2 separate regions of the Triticum aestivum genome follow, and region 1 is linked to region 2. A link is a contact called in public Hi-C data. All regions are on one chromosome and are shown on one strand. Each heading gives the region's core, a stretch centred on a gene start, on an enhancer-like site or on the middle of the called end of the contact. The rest is flanking DNA. Distances are from core to core; before and after follow the strand shown. Region 1 holds the start of LOC123098578 (patatin-like protein 2). Region 2 holds the start of LOC123100298 (50S ribosomal protein L18).

The links. A called contact is a pair of places that touch in the nucleus more often than the background predicts.
Region 1: a Hi-C map of leaf shows a contact between it and region 2, with 5 times the contacts expected there. The contact joins the promoter of LOC123098578 here to the promoter of LOC123100298 in region 2. A contact is called at or near these places in 2 of 5 Hi-C or Micro-C datasets (both in leaf).

The regions. Positions count from the first base shown.
Region 1 is chr4D:456,243,462-456,247,361 of IWGSC CS RefSeq v2.1, forward strand. It overlaps LOC123098578 (patatin-like protein 2), which reads left to right and starts at 2,648. Exons shown (of 4, transcript XM_044520613.1): 1 at 2,648-3,080; 2 at 3,168-3,527; 3 at 3,609-3,770; 4 at 3,891-3,900. The coding sequence starts at 2,850.
Region 2 is chr4D:455,963,713-455,967,374 of IWGSC CS RefSeq v2.1, forward strand. LOC123100298 (50S ribosomal protein L18) reads right to left here and starts at 1,406. Exons shown (of 5, transcript XM_044522241.1): 1 at 1,128-1,406; 2 at 635-866; 3 at 417-523; 4 at 139-291; 5 at 1-25. The coding sequence starts at 746.

The sequences.
Region 1 (3,900 bases), core at 1,398-3,897, 280 kb after region 2:
CCTGACACTGACGTACGGAGCCTTTTGTTTGGGCAAAAGGGTTACGCAAACCTGACCTGACGGACCAAAAGTGTGTGTTGTTTTACACATTCCGCTCGTGCGTCGCGGCCTTCACCGTCCCGATCTTAATCATGTCCGGTGCGGTCATCCACCGAAAGAAAGAAAAATGGCGCGCGGTGTGGTGCGGCGCGGCGGTCAGGTCCGTCACGCCCCTTCCCATCCTGCGTGCGGATCACTTCAACTTCAACGTTCTTTTCACTCGCCGGTGCGCCCATCCACAATAAATTCCACAAGTTTCGGAGAGTGTAATTTTATTTCTACACATATAACCACGGTTTTATTAAACTTGGGGTTTAAACTCTATAAAAGTGTGTTATTTGTAATTCCAAGAATTCTTAGAATTTTTAATATAGCCTCCAAATATGATTGGAATATTAGATTCAATTTTTTTAGAGATTTCACAAATTAAAATCCCTCTTTTTATATAGATCCACGATTTATCATTTTATTTACGGTTTTATTAAAGCACGTCTAGATGTGCCTTAAATATTGCACATTCAAGTCCTATGTCATTGATTTTACGTGAAGGTTCATGCAGGTATTATCTTTTTTTCTTTTCCGTTTATTTTTATGGTCGAATTGAGCTAGTCACTTAGATATGTGCAATAATTAGGGCACATCTAGACTTGTCCTTTTATTTATTTAGGTTTTAATTAAGATTTCTAAAATTATTATAATCCCTCCGTTTTTGTAGACAAGGTCACTTTGTTTTCCATGCCAAACTTTGACTTATATATTTTGGTCATCAAAATATGGTTTATATATCATCGGAAAGTTATTTGAAGTGTGTATCGAAGGGCATGCTTTTTATGGCATATAACTCACATCTTGTTGGTAAAATTAATGTTCAAAGTTAGACATAAAAATATGAAGTGACCTTTTATACAAAACGGAGGGAGTACCATTCTTGAAACCCTTGTAAAGATTGCGGGGATCCATATCACACATCTATGAAGCTATTGCCAGTGTACTAAGGGTTTTAGAATGGCATTTTGGTTTATTGAGCAATTTTAGGGTTTAGCCCTTTAGAAAGACATGAGTTTGAGTTAATCCTCATTTCATATTTCATTGACATGCTATGCTCTCTATTGCATTTATTACATTGCTATAATCTAGGGCTGTGACAACCTTTTACTAATCAATCTTTGCTTTTGCTGAAAGTAACCAATGGACATACCGCATGCTGAAACTTCTTCATCTCGGTTTACCATCGTTTGATATTTTTATTTTCAACTTTGGCAATTCAATGAAATGATCGTCATGCACTGCGAGAGATGGCATATTGTCTGCTTTAAAAATGAAATGGTTCTCACCAGTACTATTTAATAAACCAAGTGTGAACAATATTGATCATGCAAACATGTCGAGAAACAATCGCTTTCCCAGCGCTGCCAAAAGAAAAGGAAAAAACTTGCGCACATTTGAGCTGAGCAGGCCTGACACCAAGTCACGAACTAGCAAAAGAAAAGAAGTCAACGGTCAAAACCCAAAATAGTACACGGGGAAAGAAGAGATGAGAGATAGAGAAGCACGCGATAGCTACAGCTCTGTACCTCTCTCCGTGTCTGCTAATTTGCTCCTATAGCTCGCTTGGTCAAGTTTGCTTAGCAAAAATTACATTACTTTTCATTATTAATTTTAATAACCGTGGTAGTTTGATTTTTCTGTTTGCAAACGATCGGCTTGCATCCCTAGTTTCGGTCCATACCCAGGGGTTTCTTCTCTTTTTTTTTTATAAAAGAGAGCTTCCTCTCCGATTTCATTTAAAGAAATCATAATGTTCACAGACTCAGAGGTTTCTCCTAAGTGGTTGCAGATAAAAACAACCTGTAAACTGTAGCTCGTCTCCGTTCTGTGAAAGGAACTCCTTACGACGGTTTCCACACATTTGCGGGCAGAAAATTCTCAGCGCTCCTCAAGTCAAATACGTTACACGTACGTACGTACGTACGTTCCATCCACAGCCGTGTACCGAGCCACTGATGACCGAGCTAGGGTTGTGTTGTGACCAAGACCAATGTATGGCGGTCGTATCCGGCTGAACAAACGAAGCGAAAGTCAGCAGCAAGTGGCATCGATGGATCGGTCACTGGAATGGACAAGCTGGCAGGAACCATGTACACGTTCGCCTACGTTGCGTGTCCGGACGAAGAAGAAGAAAGCGAGAGGCAGCAGCAAAGTGGCGGCTATCGCGGTTTCACGGCGTACAATAATTCTACTGGAAAAGGGATAGAAACCCTGACCTGACAGAGTAAAAATATTGTTTTGCACATTGCTCTCGTGCGTGCGTGCCATGTTTGGTGCGGTCATCCACTCAAGGATCGGAGAGGCAAGAAATGGCGCGCGGTGCGGTGCGGCGGTCAGGTCCGTCATGCCCCTCCCGTCCCGTGTAGTATTACGTGTGGTGCGGATCACTTCAACGTACCTTTGACTCGCGGTGCGCCCATGCTTGATGCTTCGTCTCCGTTTCCTCCCTCGGAACAGTTAGAGCTGCATGGCATGCGACGGTCGTACCTGCCCCATGGAACTCCCGGTCCGTTCCATGATCGAACCGGCCGGCGGCTATAAATACGGGCGCACGCCGGTCCGCCTAACCACAGTTCACAAAGCGCAACACAACACAACACAACACAGAGCCACACAAGAGCAGCTAGCAGCAAGAGACGGGCGCAGCAGATAAGGTAGCGACCTCCCACCTGTAAACAGGTTCGTGCCTTCTGTAAAGAAAATCTTTGGTTCACCAGCTCTCCTGGCTGCACGTACCTAGCTCAAGCTCGAGGGCACCGGCCATGTCGCCCGTGCACGTCCCGGAGCTCAGCAGCGGCGGGTCGGGGTCGGGGTCGCTCACCCTGAACCCCGTGCAGCGCGCGCTCACCCGGCTGTCGTCGTCGTCGGCCCTCACGCCCAGGTCGCCCCCGCCGTCCTACGGGAGCATCGTCACCGTGCTCAGCATCGACGGCGGCGGCGTCCGCGGCATCATCCCCGGAACCATCCTCGCCTTCCTCGAAGAGAAGCTCCAGGTGAGCAATTAGCTTCTGCTCCCGTTGCACCCATGCTAGTTACTGCAGGTGCACCGGTTCTAATGGCTTTCTTGTTATTTTCTGTAGGAGCTCGATGGGCCGGACGTGAGGATCGCGGATTACTTCGACGTGATCGCCGGGACCAGCACCGGGGGCCTGGTGACGGCCATGCTCACGGCGCCCGACGCCAAAGGACGCCCGCTCTTCGCCGCCAAGGACATCAACAACTTCTACCTGGAGCACTGCCCAAAGATCTTCCCTGCCGTCTACGGAGGGCCTCTGGGCTTGCTCAGGAGCATGAGGGGGCCCAAGTACGACGGCCAGTACCTCCACTCCGTCGTCAAAGAGCTGCTCGGCGAGACGCGGGTCGGCGAGGCGCTGCAGAACATAGTCATCCCCACCTTCGACATCAAGCTGCTCCAGCCAACCATCTTCTCCAGATACGACGTACGTGCATCATGATATTTCCTACGTGAATTGCGTGTTATTTCCTCTGCGTCGTGCTTACGTGAGGCATGCAATATCCAGGCCCGGAACGACGTCTCCAAGAACGCTCTTCTGTCCGACGTCTGCATCAGCACGTCGGCGGCGCCTACTTACCTCCCCGGCCACCACTTTGAGACCAAGGACAAGGATGGCAAGCCCCGGGCATTCAATCTCATCGACGGAGGCGTTGCCGCAAACAATCCGGTGAGTGATAGTTGGTTTATGTCTCAGTCCCTTAAAAAACACTCCAAAGAATACAATGGAATTTCTATGACGTCCACGTACTGTGCTCTATTTTGATATGTTGACATTGGATACATGCAGACAATGTTGG
Region 2 (3,662 bases), core at 156-2,655:
CCTCCCCGACCCTCCGAGAGGCCTCCTGCTCGCCGACAACAAACAGCTCAGATTCAGGTGATGCACCGTGCAGTTTTTGTTTCAGATGCAAATGCAATGCGAGTTGGACCGACGACGAAGGAGGATGGTCTGGATTACCACGGTGCTGCATGGAGGGTCGCCGCAGATGTCTTCCTGCAGGGTGCTGGCGTAGAAGAGGATCTTCTTGCCGTGGTCGTCGACGAGCATGGCGTAGAGCTGCCTGTTGGAGCAGAAGACTGACAGCCTGGGCTTGGTCGCCGTGCCATTGTACTGTAGCAGGCGAGCAAAGAAGTCAGGGACAGGTAGAGAACACACTTGTTAGCAGCTAACGATAGCAGCATCAAATTGTTGTTGCTGGTGGTTGAAACCCAAACGTGACCAAAACAAAAGCGTACCTTTTTCTGCAGCCGGCGGTTTCTGACCTTGGCGTTCTCCTTCCGCGCGCCGTGCCTCGCCGTGGCCTCGATCCTTGGGTACGCTCTGCGCCGGTGTGCCACCACGCCTGCGCGCAGAAAGACAGAGAGGAAGCAGCACATGACACTGGCAGCTAGGCCTGAGCCAGTGGATAAAGGCACGGAGAGAAGCCGGGAGGCATTCCGCCGGTGTGGCTCACCTGTGTGGCACGGACGAGGGAACTGGAAGCAGTTAGGCCTGAATGGCAGCGAGCTGGGGGTGGAGGGACACGACAATGGTGGCCGGCCGAGGGTGGCGCCTAGCAACGCCATTGCCACAGCACGAGGAGACCAGCTCGGCCAGGGCAATTTGTCGAACAGGTCGCGCGCAAGGTGCCACGGCTCCGTCCCGCTAGCCGGTGGCCACAAGATTCACACCCTGTGAATTTTCCTCTGATGAGCACCGACAGAGTTAGCTAGTGCCTCTCGAAGGAGTAGTAGAAAAACAAGCCAGTGCAAAACATGGCATTTGACCAATGAACAGAACAAAATCGAGGCACACTGACTGGACTATGCATTGAACTCAGAGTTCGGGGTTTCATATGGTCACGATTCTAGACTCGAGAGTTTTTCCGAATACGCATCAGACAGACGAGGAATAACCATCAGACAGAGATATGCCTAGCTGGAGCCAATGATTCACACCGAACTCACTATGTTGGTCGCTGCGTCAGAGCTCCCGTCCTGCTGCAGCGCCGCACCGCGGAGGACGCGGAGCGCCGGGCGACGGATGCCGCAGACCGCCGGCCGCCTCGCCGCGAGCCCCTGTCTGGCGATGCTGTCCACGAATCCGCCGCCGCGAGTGCGAGGGCGTGTCGCTGCTTGCTTGCTTGCGCCTTCTCGCCGTCGGCCACCGCACGCGGCGCGCCTCATCCAATCCTCTCAAGTCACGTTTTTTTTGTTTGAGGTTTTCCTCTCAAGTCACGTGAGAAAACACAGCAAGCAGCCAACGTTCACGAGGCCCAGGTCCGGTAAGACTACGTGGGCCCCAGGAATTGGAATTGGATGGAAAAGCCCATCAGGCCGTGGCTGCATGTCTCTTCGCAGCAAACGAGAGAAGTTTGTCTAAAAAAAAAGCAAACGAGAGAGAGAAGCCGCTAATCACGCCACCAACCAGCGGAAACCGCCGAAACCTTTTGCTTTCGGAGGAGCAAAAAAAATCTAGCCGGTTTCCTCCGGTCTTATCTCGTAAGCCTTGGATTTATCTGCGCTCCCACTTTCATTTAATAATCTTCCAATAAAGAAAACAAAACATTTTCATTCAGACCGCTATGATGAGTGATCGACACCTGTTCTTTTCCTCCCGTCCGCAGCATCACTTTCGACCCACCTGCGTCGGATCGGATTGACCTGACCTCTCTCCACAGATGCTTGCATTGCAGCCCGGTGCTCCTTCCTTTCGTCACTTTCTCCGCCCGTCCCTCTCCCCCTTTTCTTTTCTTCTCCCCACGAGAGAGATAAAAGTAAGTAAAAAAGGAGGAAAAAGATGCAGAAAGGGCCGACCAATGGGTCATCTGACGTGACCTCGTGCCACGGTACAGCCATGCATCCCCTCTGGCAGGTGGGCCCGCCCGGAGCTCATGGCTGCACGTACGCGGGCGTTGAAAACTCTCACGGCCTCTCGTTCTTCCACCTGTGATTGCTCGCTCGCGAGAAGAAAACGCCGGTGGAGGATAATATTTTGTTTTACCACTCCTACGACACATCCCTTCGTTTTGTGAAGATAATCTCGGATGTTTCGTCTCTTCTGAAATTTTTGATCCAGTACCGATGGTGTCTCGTCAACGTTTGAAAGTTTATATAATATAGTTTCTTCATCCGAAATTACTTATGGAAGAAATAGATGTATTTTGTACGGGCACTCCTACGACACATCCCTTCATTCTCATTTTCTGAAGATAGTCTCGGATGGTTCATGTCTTGTAAATTTTTGGATCAAGGACTGAAGGTGTCCGTAAACGTTTGAAAATTACTATTTTTTAGGGAATGTTTGAAACATATATAGCATATATGTTTTGTATCATTGCATGTGAATATAATGTAGTCTACACTAGCAGCTAGATGTGGAATATACCCCCCAATTATTCTGCTTTTGCAAAAAGAAAAATAAATAAATCCCAAGGCAGCATGGGAATGGATTGAGCTTTCAAACATGCTGCACAATTGACAATATTATGGCCACCAGATTTTTCAACGAAACAATATGAGATGAACCAGATTGATAATATTAATAAAGAGATGGCTTGCTTTAGACGAGTGCCACTAGGATATGAGCACCCATGCCCCCACACGTGCGTGGGCCCGGCCCTCTCTGGTATTCGGTATTTAGATTTGTTCGATAGATATAGATATGGCAGCAACTTTTCAACCACAAAGAAGATTCACTAGAAAAAGAGGGCGTAAAGTAAACAAGAGAACATCACCTCACCACACAAATATTGTGTAGTAGTGAGACGATAAAGGCAGGGAGGGGTTGGAGAACTTTCTAGAATAGAGAACTCAGTGACATGTACTCGTGTCTCTTGCTGGCTTTGACAGGATTTTGGACGAATATTCAGCACATAGGTTTTCATGTGAATTGTCTCTTATCTTATCTGAGCGTACTTCAGCGTGTCGGACAAAGCTTTGTGCGAGATGAGTAAATAGCATAAAACTACTACTTTACAGGTTAGGGTTCCAAAAAACTACCGGATTTATTTTTTTCGCTGATAACTACCAAGTCAGGGGTTGGTTGTTTCAAAAAACCCCAAATCCTCTTTATTAAAAAATTAAACATGTTTATGACAGATTGGGCCCGCCAGTAAACGCACCGTTTGGTTGACCGTTTATTTGACTGTTAACTGACTTGTGGGGGCCACATGTCAGCGCCCCATCCATAGATTTTTTACGGATTAGCCCTTACAAACATTTTAAAAAAGCAATCGAGTCCCTGGAATCAGCCTCCAAAGGGCTCTGCCCGTGGCCGTCGCTGCACGCCATGGGGCTCCGCACGCGGTCGCCGCGCGCGCCATGGGGGGCTTGTGTGCAAGCCGCCGCCCGGAGCAGTGGCTGGAGAGACGGAGGCTGGGGGATGGCCGGCGGCAGAGCTCACCGGGCCTGGCAGCGGAGGGCACACGCGGTGGCGGCCATGGCCGCGAGCAGCAGCTGCGCGAGCTCGGGCGCGGAGACGGCCGGCGGCAGAGCTCGCCG